Regions from separate parts of the Cyprinus carpio genome. Here region 1 is linked to region 2. A link is a contact called in public Hi-C data. All regions are on one chromosome and are shown on one strand. Each heading gives the region's core, a stretch centred on a gene start, on an enhancer-like site or on the middle of the called end of the contact. The rest is flanking DNA. Distances are from core to core; before and after follow the strand shown.

Region 1 (5,510 bases), core at 2,943-5,442, 540 kb before region 2:
CTCGAGAACGAGTCAATGTTTCGTTCGTTATTTGGCTCGGCTCGTGTTCATCTTCACTTCTCTCTTCACAGCAGTTCAGTCAGTGTACTGTTTGAGTAAATGAATTTGTGTGTAAAAGTCATTTGTGGATTAATGCTTATTGGAGACGCGAACCGTTTCAAATGATTCAGTTCGATTTGGTGAACTGGTTCAAGAAGATCCGGTTACATCAAATGATTCGTTCGCGAACCGGATATCACTAAACTGCAGTGTTGTGAACGTGCTCATAACAGACCCGGAAGAGAAGTCAATGCTGAATAAAGTTGTAGTTTTTGCTATTTTTGGACCAAAATGTATTTTCGATGCTTCAAAAAATTCTAACGGACCCTCTGATGTCACATGGACTACTTTGAAGATGTTTTTATTACCTTTCTGGACGTGGACAGTATACCGTACATACATTCTCAATGGAGGGACAGAAAGCTCTCGGACTAAATCTAAAATATCTTAAACTGTGTTCCGAAGATGAACGGAGGTCTCACGGGTTTGGAACGACATGAGGATGAGTCATTAATGACATAATTTTAATATTTGGGTGAACTAACCCTTTAACAGGTTTCCATGCAAACAGGAATTTCTCATGAGGGTGAAGGATTTCTCCAAACAGATTTTGCAACAGTTTCAAGTTGGACACGGAAATTCACATCGTTGTCCAACAGAAAGTGTCTACTATTTGAGCTGGGCTCGTGTTGCTGCTACACTACAGACATATTCACCCCCAAAATATTGATAATTGGACTAAACGCACCCTATGACTGACCCTTTTGCAATATCACACACTCAGTTGTGCTGCTGTTCTGAATCTCAGGTCACACACACAAGACTGCAGGGGATCTCGGCTGCACTGATATTCAGAACAGAGCTCCAGTGGATGCCATTAATGCTTTTACCTTATGATTTGTAGCTTCCATGATCAATTCTCCATACATGTTAATCACCTGCAAAAACCAATAAAACAAATCCTGCATGACTTCAATTTACAGTATATACTGCTTATAAATATGGGTTTCAAAGAGGCCTACCTGATCATTGACCCAGTTTTGGTCATCAAGTGTTGAAAGGTCATCTAAGGTCAAAGTGTGCTTGTTGTAGGTCACTTGGAAGAAATGCATAGGAGCACAGGCCAGACCAGCCCTGTACTTGGCCACTTCTGCTGTTATCAGCTTCATCCTGTAGCAGAATATAAAGAATACAAAGTGAAATTAGGGCACTGAATCCTAAACCTTATGCTAATTTCCATAAATTGGGCACAAATTGGTGTTTGTTACTTTTCTAAAAGCAACAGAACCACAAATTCCATTCTTTGAAATCTAACATATCTAATGTAATCTAGCCTGAGAGACAGCTAGTTTTAAACACATCAAATCACCCTTTTTCTCTCTTACATTAATTGGAAATGTACACTAGCGATCAAAATTTTGGGGTCGGTATGATATTTTATGTTTTTGAAAGAAGTCTCCGCTCACCAAGCCTGCATTTATTTGCTCAAAAGCACAGTAAAAACTGTAATACTGAGAAATATTATTGCAATTTAAAATGTAATATTTTTATAAGAATATATTGTAAACTGTAATTTATTTCTGTGATGCGCAGCTGTATTTTCAACATCATTACTCCAGTCTTCAGTGTCACATGATCTTCAGAAATCATTCTAATATACTGATTTACTGCTCAAGAAACATTTCTGATTATTATCAATGTTGAAAACATTTGTGACATTTGTGATACATTTTTTCATATTTTTTGATTAAAAGAAAGTTCGAAAGAATGTTTTTTTTTAAAAGCCTTTGCTGTCACTTTTGATCAACTGAACGTGACCTTGCTGAATTAAAGAATACTTTCTGACTAAACATTTGAGCAATAGTGTAGGTATTATTGACAAAAAAAAAAAAAAAGTTCTTAAATTTTGGTACCAGGTTTGTGCAGTCCTGCAAACCTCAATCCACACACATGTAAAATGTGTTTGACCTCCTGAGGTCTTTCTGAAGCTTATGTTCCTCTTTTCACAGATTAAAAAGAACATCAACTGGACTTGGACTGGATTTCGTACTGTACTTGTGGAAAAAAAATTATTTATTAGGGATTAAACTTGCCTGTCATTAAGATCAGACTGAAACGTCTTATTTAGGTGATAGAGGACGTCAGCATCACTTAATGGGGTGAAGCTTCCATATTTCCCATAGAACTGCTCGAGGAATTCTGGGAGATAAAAAGCATGTTCAGTAACTACATCATGACACCAGAAATCAACACAAGCTGTGGAAATCATCCACTCTACCATGAATACACTCGATGATGCCCTCAGTTGTAAATTCGACAGGAGGCGATGCAGGCGGTTGGCCCGTCTCCTCCCTGGAGTCCTTCATGTTCTCCCCAGCGAGGGGCTTGCAGTAGTGATGGTCCCAGGAAGCCTTGTTTACATTAGTGCTCAAGCTGGACGGCTCGGTTTCCATGGCATCAGTGTGAGCAGAAACGTCCGGCTCTGCACTGATCAAGGAAGAATCGGGGGGGTTCTTTGATAAGTCACTCAGGGTGGCAGAACTGCTCTCAATGGGACGGCTCAGCTCTTTGGTGTCACTGGGATGCGTAGAGTTGGCATGAGCACTGTTCTCCAAGCCGTTCACCAGGACGGTGCTTTCACTCCCACCCTCAGTCTGGGAAAGGTCTGGCTTCCCTTTAGGAGACGGTGCCTCCTCCATCTCAGAAGCTGTGTCCATTTCAAAAATGACAATCGAGTCCACTGCCGACGAGCTCACCACCTCCTCTGCCACCACTTCTTCTTCTTGGCCCACCATCTCTTTCTTCTTGCGGCCACGTTTCTTCAGCACTTGCTGGTGTCCTGGCACATGGGGCTTGCGGTGGGGCCCGCAGCAGTCGCACGTCTTCGGCACCCGTCTCCTCCTGGAGCGTCCATTCTCAGGCATCTCACCCGAGCCTGATTCTACCCTAACGGAGCTGTTTGCTGCTGGGACCCTCATCGAGAACTCTACCCCATTCCTCCCGGGATCCTCTCCACCCGTTTTGTGTTTTTAGCAGGATTCCTCCATCGACACGCAGACGCTGGACCTTGGAAATGGAATTCTTGGGAGTGTGGATGTACTTTCCTAATCTGCACGCTCAAAAAAAAACAAGATCGAATAAAATAACAAAGAATAAAACAAATGAAAAGTCAGTATTTTGCAGAAATAACATACAAAGTATTGTGTGGGTAACAGGTGTCTTAGTTTTTTAATTATTTTGTATCCCTAGTCTGTCTATTTTTCATTGAATAATTATTATAGTGAAATAATTCTGCAAGCCGTCTTTTTACATGGAGTTCTGGAGAGAGAAAAAAACTCGTTCGTTTTATTATTATTATTTTAAGCATTTGGCTCTTGGATTGTTAATCTTGCTGCTCAATGCAATTGTCAGCTGCACATTTTCTGGTGAAGAAACCTAAGTTTTCTCTCTAATGGATATCTCATTGTAGTTTTAAGCAGTCTAAACCACATTCATATAACATTATCAATATAGTATCACCACGGTAAACCACAAAACATGGTTTAGTGATGCTATCATGTGGTAATAGTTTGCGTCTTTGATATACACCATGATATATATTATGAATGATTATTATAATCGTGTGGTATTTATGTGGTACTTCAGTGAATCCCGATGTACATGTATAATGGTGTTACCGTGGTACTGGTGTGAATCTCTTGTTTAGGCAGTAAAATCAGCGGATTGCAGACATCATCCGCCAATCAGACTGATTTACTTCTTTATTAGAGAAAAATATGACTCTAATATTTTGATCGAAATTCAGACTGAATGAAAACACGAATGCATACAAGTCTAACGCCCTCGGGAAGCTCTAAGCAAAATGATCTATAGTGAGACAATCAGTCAGTGATTATCAGTCATTCAGATCTGAACAGATCATTTATTTAGCAATCAAACAAAACACAAAACCCAGGCTTTCAAACAGTCGCGCGCGTCTGTGATTCACAGCCTCACCGTGTGTCGCTCTCAAGGACGATATGTGCGGGACCTTAAAGGCAGTGCGAATAAACTGCGATCAATATTCCACTATCAATGATATCGATAAAAGTGAGGGTTATCAGGCGTTGTTATGGTCGCAGACCGAGCGCGGCGCACGCAGATGACGTCACGCGCCGAAGCGTTTTGGCGGCATCTAGCGGGAACGAGATACCGAGTGCTTTTTTATGCGTTTGGATCAGATTGGTGAATAATAAAGTTGTGAGGTATCCCGAAGCCAACCCCCCCCCCCCCCCCCAAAAAAAAAAGGGGGGAAGGAGGACAAGGATATGACATTTCACCACAGAACATGACTTTACTAAAAAATATAAAAGCATAAAATATTATTTCTATAAGCTATAGGCCTGTGCAATTATTCGTTAATTATGTTTAAATATGTAGATTACTTTTACTATTTATATAAGCTGCTTATACTATTTATGTAAACTGCTTTAATTTATTTTCCATTGCACTCTCCCTCTGCCATTGTGCTCCTGTTTCTAGATAGACATAACTGATTAATTTGGTTCGGGAGAAGAGATAAAAGCCCGCCCACACTGACAATTGATTGGTTGATTTGCCGAAACAGGCCAATCAGGATGCTCTCTGTCTTACGTGCGCTTCGCACACACGCACACTAGCACACACACGCAAGGTCTCTCGCTCCCTCTCCCTCTCTGCCGTGCGCGCGCTACACGATTTGAAACACAGTCTCTTCTTTGCGCGCTCTTGCTCGCTCGCTCAGTGTTGCCAACTTAGCGACTTTGTCGCTAGATTTAGCGACTTTTCAGACCCCCTTAGCGACATTTTTCGGAAAAAGCGACTAGCGACAAATCTAGCGACTTTCTTGGACAAACCTTATTTAGTCTCTGAGACTGTCTGGTACTGCCGCACGAGCGCGAGGTCTCTCTTTCCCAGCGCGCGCATCTCTCTCTGCATCTGCTCTGTTCAGCGAGTGCAGAGAGGAGCAGCACTTTCAGTTAAAAAAAGATATTCTGTTGCTTCTAACTCTTTTACATGCGAGTATAGCCGAAATCACAGCACAACCATTGTCTTAATCATATGTGTATTTGATTTCATTAGACAATGTCGTGAATAGGATTTTAGTGCAGATTAATATCCTTGAGAGCTGGTTATGTAGTCTTAATGGAGCGCGTTTCAGTCATTACAATATTCATTCCGTTGTTTGTAAACAGAAACATTAAAATATAATAATAAAAACAGTTTTATTGCGAATGTGGCTGCATTAAAAATGCAGTATGTAAGCACAGGGAGGCAAATAAAAATACGACGCACTTACGTCATGAATATGCTAATTAACGTATGACGTCATCTAGCGACATTTAGCGACTTTTCAGGCGGGGTTTAGCTACTTTCCATTGAAAGAAGTTGGCAACACTGCTCGCTCTAGATTCCGGGAGATTCTAACTAATTTGCGGGCATCAGGGAGCCGC
Region 2 (5,217 bases), core at 1,962-4,461:
CAAATTGTACTCTAATAGTGCCATGTACATGGATACATATATTAACCTTTATTTTTGAACGTGGTCTTGAGTGCATGCAGTTCCACTATTTGGCTGTATGCATGAAAAAGATTTTATAATATCACAAATATATAATATGCCATTTTTGTATACTATACATGATTACGTTCCAGCTGTATTTTACGGGGGTGATGGGACGTCTTGCAGCTGGGATATGTTGAGTTCCTATGGTGATATGTTAGAGAACACATTTGACAATGAATACTCAAGAACACAAATATTCAGATCAATACTAAACCACCAACTAGCAGAAACCCATCAAAACATAAATTAATCGCCTTTATTGAAACTAACAGAAAACATTTATTCTTTGACTTGCAGTGAACTTTAAAGATTTGAACTTAAACTGACCTTGAGAGTTTTATTGCAAATTTGCATGTGACCTTTTTCTCTTTCTGACTTTGAGCATCTTTGAGTTTATAGGTTGCCAAGAGAAACAAGATACAAACAGAAACCTGCATGTGCTTCAAATCAGTTTGTTTTAGAAGATGACAATGAAAAAATAAAAAAGTGAAAAATGTGTAAAAAAAAAAAGTGCAAAATGTGTGGAAAAGTTAAATATGATCATATTACCCCAATTTCTCAGTCTTTGCACTGGCTACCTATTAAGTTCCGTATCAGTTACAAAATATTATTACTTACCTATAAGTCCCTTAATGGCTTAGCTCCTGTGTACCTAACTAGTCTTCTACCACGCTACAATCCATCACACTCCCTAAGGTCACAAAACCCTGGACTTTTGGTAGTACCTAGGATAGCAAAGTCCACTAAAGGAGGTAGAGCTTTTTCGCATTTGGCTCCCAAACTCTGGAATAGCCTTCCTGATAATGTTCGGGGTTCAGACACACTCTCTCTGTTTAAATCTAGATTAAAAACACACCTCTTTGGCCAAGCATTCAAATAATGCATCTCATAATTTTGGACTGTAGTTATATCTGATCAAATGCGCATTATTATTCTTTAGCTTGGGTTAAACTAATTAATTTTACTTGCCTGGAACAGCAGCTATGCTAATTATGTCTCTATTTGTTTCTCTGTTTTGCCACGGGATTACTAGGATTTACACAAGCTCCAGTCTGGATCCAGAACACCTGAGAAGAGATGATGCCAACCCCTCAGAGGACCTCAGATGATGCTAACCCAGAAACAACATACAGAACTACCACATTTTGCTATAAGTTTGATTGCATAATTGCTGTTATTAGTGTTAATCATCTGTTTGTTTAAGTCTTTTATTGATTTTTCTGAACATTTCTGCTGTATGCACAAAAAACTGACAGTCACCACTGAAAAGCTACTACTAAATATTGTAGAAATCATTGCAATGATTTGTATTGTAAAAAGCGCTATACAAATAAACTTGAATTGAACTGCCAGCTAGTGGCCAAGATTGATACCACAAGCTAATTGTCAACAAGCATTTTTTGAATGAAGAATTTAATAATTCATTTATTTAGGAGAAAATAAGCTCATTAAGACACATTCATTGGTTGTCCAGTAATTTCAAACCAATTCCCTATGAGAAATAACGTGGTTCTCCAGAAAGAAAAATAACCAAAAAAATAAAAAAACAAAAGAAAAGTCTAACCCTGACTTACAGATGTATTTGTTGTTTATTAGTGGTAATAAAGTGCTGCTTTAGCAATAAGCCTAAATGAAATGAGAACACACAATGTTAAGATAACTTGGAGAAATATTATTTATTATTATAATCATGTTAATCATCGAAATCTTCAATACTTATCTTGCTGAATCTGTCCGCTGCTTTTGACACGGTTAACCACCAGATCCTCCTGTCAACCCTACTGGCAAAGTGCATCTCAGGAACCGCACTCCAGTGGTTTGAGTCTTACCTATCAGATAGGTCCTTCAAAGTATCTTGGAGAGGTGAGGTGTCCAAGTCGCAACATCTAACTACTGGGGTGCCTCAGGGCTCAGTTCTTGGACCGCTTCTCTTCTCTGTCTACATGGCATCATTAGGTTCTGTCATTCAGAAACATGGCTTTTCATACCACTGCTATGCTGATGACACTCAACTCTACCTCTCATTCCATCCTGATGATCCGACAGTAGCTGCTCGCATCTCAGCTTGTCTAACAGACATTTCTTGCTGGATAAAGAACCATCACCTTCAACCTTGCCAAAACAGAACACTTGCGTTCAGAACACTGCAAGTGAACGTCGCTTGATTGTGCCATCCCAAAGATGCATAAAGTCCATTTTACGGACTTTTAAATGAAATGTTCCCTCCTGGTGGAATGACCTGCCCAACTCAATCCGAGCAGCTGAGTCCTTAGCCATCTTCAAGAATCAGCTTAAAACACATCTCTTCCATCTTTATTTGACCCTCTATATTGAACTATAGCCTCTATTCTATTCTATTCTATTCTATTCTATTCTATTCTAAAAAAACAAAACTTGTCCCTTATAGATTTGCACTCTATTCATTTGCTGCTTGTTTTCTTTGAAAAAAAAAAACTAACACTTGCTTTCTATTATTTTGTATTCCATCTGTTTTCTTTTCATTTATTATACAATTAACAAAAGCAAAAAGACCTCTAACACTAGCTTGCTCTATTCTTTTTCTATTTTGTTTTCTTTTTATTTATTATATTATTAAAAAAAAAACCTTGCTACGTTAACTACGTTAAGCTAACTGAGACTTGTTATAGCACTTGTATATCATTGCTCTTTTGTTGATTTCGATTGCTTCTATTGTCCTCATTTGTAAGTCGCTTTGGATAAAAGCGTCTGCTAAATGACTAAAATGTAAATGCTTAATTGTTTATTAAATGTTTATTAAATGTTTATTATTGCAATTCTAAATCTAGTGTTGTTAATCTGTGTAGCCATTCAGTTTGAATTATTTAATCGAAAGACAAACCATGCGTGCAGTAATGAGATGAAGGCAAGAGAATTGGAGAGAGAGAGAAAAAAATAATTACATAATTGTATGAAAAAATTAAGTACCATACATTGTATTACGGTAAATAGTAGTACGAAAACTGGTTTCTTTAGTTTTCCCATTAGCCTACCCTCTAACGTTTCAATATATCGATACAGTTCTGATCTGAAGGGGAAAGGTAACGTTTACGCAAAATAATCAGTTATATATAAAAAATAAAAATAAAAACTTTCTGTCAGCGGTCAGTTTTTCTCGTTTCAATGCGCATGCGCACATTTTCAACATGGCGGCCCCCGTTAAGTTGCAGTGTCTTGATGACTTTCCAACACATATTCATCCTCTACATGTGCTTATCAGCAAATCACAATTTACTCAAAAGTTTCCAGACTACACTGGACCCACATACGCGTTGTTATTGTCGCTGATGGACCAACAGTCCCCCTGTAATCGGGGCTTTTTGGTGTGCGCGCACGCGACTTCGGAGGGAGAGACCGATGTAAACATTCCCACGTGCCTCGCTGTTTATGTGAGCAGATCTTTCCTCAAACACTACGGACTGAAGGAGCACTCGCCGGGAACGGTTCGTCCACAGTCTCTGCTGCCTTTAAAGAAGATTGTCATCGGGGCTCGGACGAAGCAGAGCTTTAAATGGGCTTCTTCAGAGAAGTTCTCCAATGCTCTGCTGATCCTGGCGTCCTGTCACGGACAGACTCTGCTGGCGAGGCAAGGAGATGCTCTGCTCATCCCCTACCATCATCTACTGGGTGAAGAAGCCGCACAGGTGCAGCAGTGCCTCTCAGAGGTGATGGTGCTGGAGTGCACACCTGTCAGTCAGGGCAGGATAACAGTGGACACCAGTGTGGTGGTGTCAGACTGCAGAGATCTGGACCTGACCAACACCAGCACCACCACGAGCAGACTGTCAGCTTCCTCTCTCTTTGTCTCTGATTTTGCCCAGTACGCAAGTAGCCTGAGTTCCGGCAGCTCTTTGCTGAACAGTAGAGTGCTGGACTTCAGTGCTTTCTTGCAGGCTCTTGAATGCAGACTCGATGTGCGCGTGGTAGACGTCTCAAATCTCCATAAACCTGGAGGAATTCTGTCTAGACTAGAGCAGAATGAAGGACTGGACGTTGACAGCACTATTTTTGTGCACAAGAGCTTGTTACTGAAGATGGGTGTGTTTAACGGGGAGTGGGTCATTGCGTCCGTCCCAGCAGACAAGGTGAAGAAGACCCCTCAGACTCAGAGTCCTGTCCTGGCCGACCGGGAAAGCAGCTGTGCAATTCCCAATAAGAAGCAGGGACGTGTTCATCTGGTTGCAATCAAAGCTTTTGACACAGTTAGACAGCAAGACATGGATGTGAATGACAACGTGGGCTTCATTTCACCGGTTCAGTGGTTTAACCTGACAGACGGGATGGCAGTGCCTGTTGGAAATAAGACCATCAAAATTAAGGTGAAGTATATAGATATAAAGAACTTCATATATATTGTAAAGCTGCTGTGCGATGATATAGTTTACATTTTCCAAGTGTATAAAAAAATCAAACGGTAGATGTATTCTTACATATCATTGGATATACTTATACATCCAACTTCATATAGAGAGAGTAAATACAAATACATGTTCAAAAGGTTACTTCACAACAGAAAAGACCTATTTAGTACAATTCAGTTCGCTGTAAAATTGCTGATATATATATATGTAAACACCTATTCTATTGAGTCTTACCTCTCAGATAGGTCCTTCAAAGTATCTTGGAGAGGTGAGGTGTCCAAGTCACAACATCTAAGTACTGGGGTGCCTCAGGGCTCAGTTCTTGGACCACTTCTCTTCTCAAGAATGGCCAGATATTATTTTATCAGTCTGCCACTGTATGGAAACACTCAGTGAGGCCTGATGGTCGATCAGATGTCAACAGATGTGTGATTAGTTCTGTGTGTGTGTGTGTGTGTGATTTAATTGAAGCAGAGGTGGAATAAAGTGTTGTCTGAGGCCGAGTCTCAGATCTCCGTGAGCGCGTGTCGATGTGCAGTGCCGCCGTTTGCTAAAGAGCTGCACATCGAAGCCGTCATATCTCCAGACTACAACTCCCATGGGCCCTTCGACAGCATCCTCTACAAACACTTCAGCTCTCCCAGGTGCTCACAGTGCATTTATGGTCATATATGACTGTCTTGCTGGTTTTCCTGAGCGTTGTGTTTGTTTGCAGGCTTGTTCAGCGGGGGAGTATATTGGGAATCCCGTCAGA

The links. A called contact is a pair of places that touch in the nucleus more often than the background predicts.
Region 1: a Hi-C map of liver shows a contact between it and region 2, with 4 times the contacts expected there. The contact joins the promoter of LOC109075512 here to the promoter of pex6 in region 2. A contact is called at or near these places in 2 of 8 Hi-C or Micro-C datasets (liver and skeletal muscle).

Annotation. Positions count from the first base shown.
Region 1 is chrA22:21,847,142-21,852,651 of ASM1834038v1, reverse strand. It overlaps LOC109075512 (sentrin-specific protease 5-like), which reads right to left and starts at 4,192. Exons shown (of 9, transcript XM_042712253.1): 1 at 4,036-4,192; 2 at 2,318-3,148; 3 at 2,133-2,238; 4 at 1,062-1,209; 5 at 930-977. The coding sequence starts at 3,017.
Region 2 is chrA22:21,305,898-21,311,114 of ASM1834038v1, reverse strand. pex6 (peroxisome assembly factor 2) reads left to right here and starts at 3,211. Exons shown (of 17, transcript XM_042712227.1): 1 at 3,211-4,421; 2 at 4,938-5,107; 3 at 5,179-5,217. The coding sequence starts at 3,249.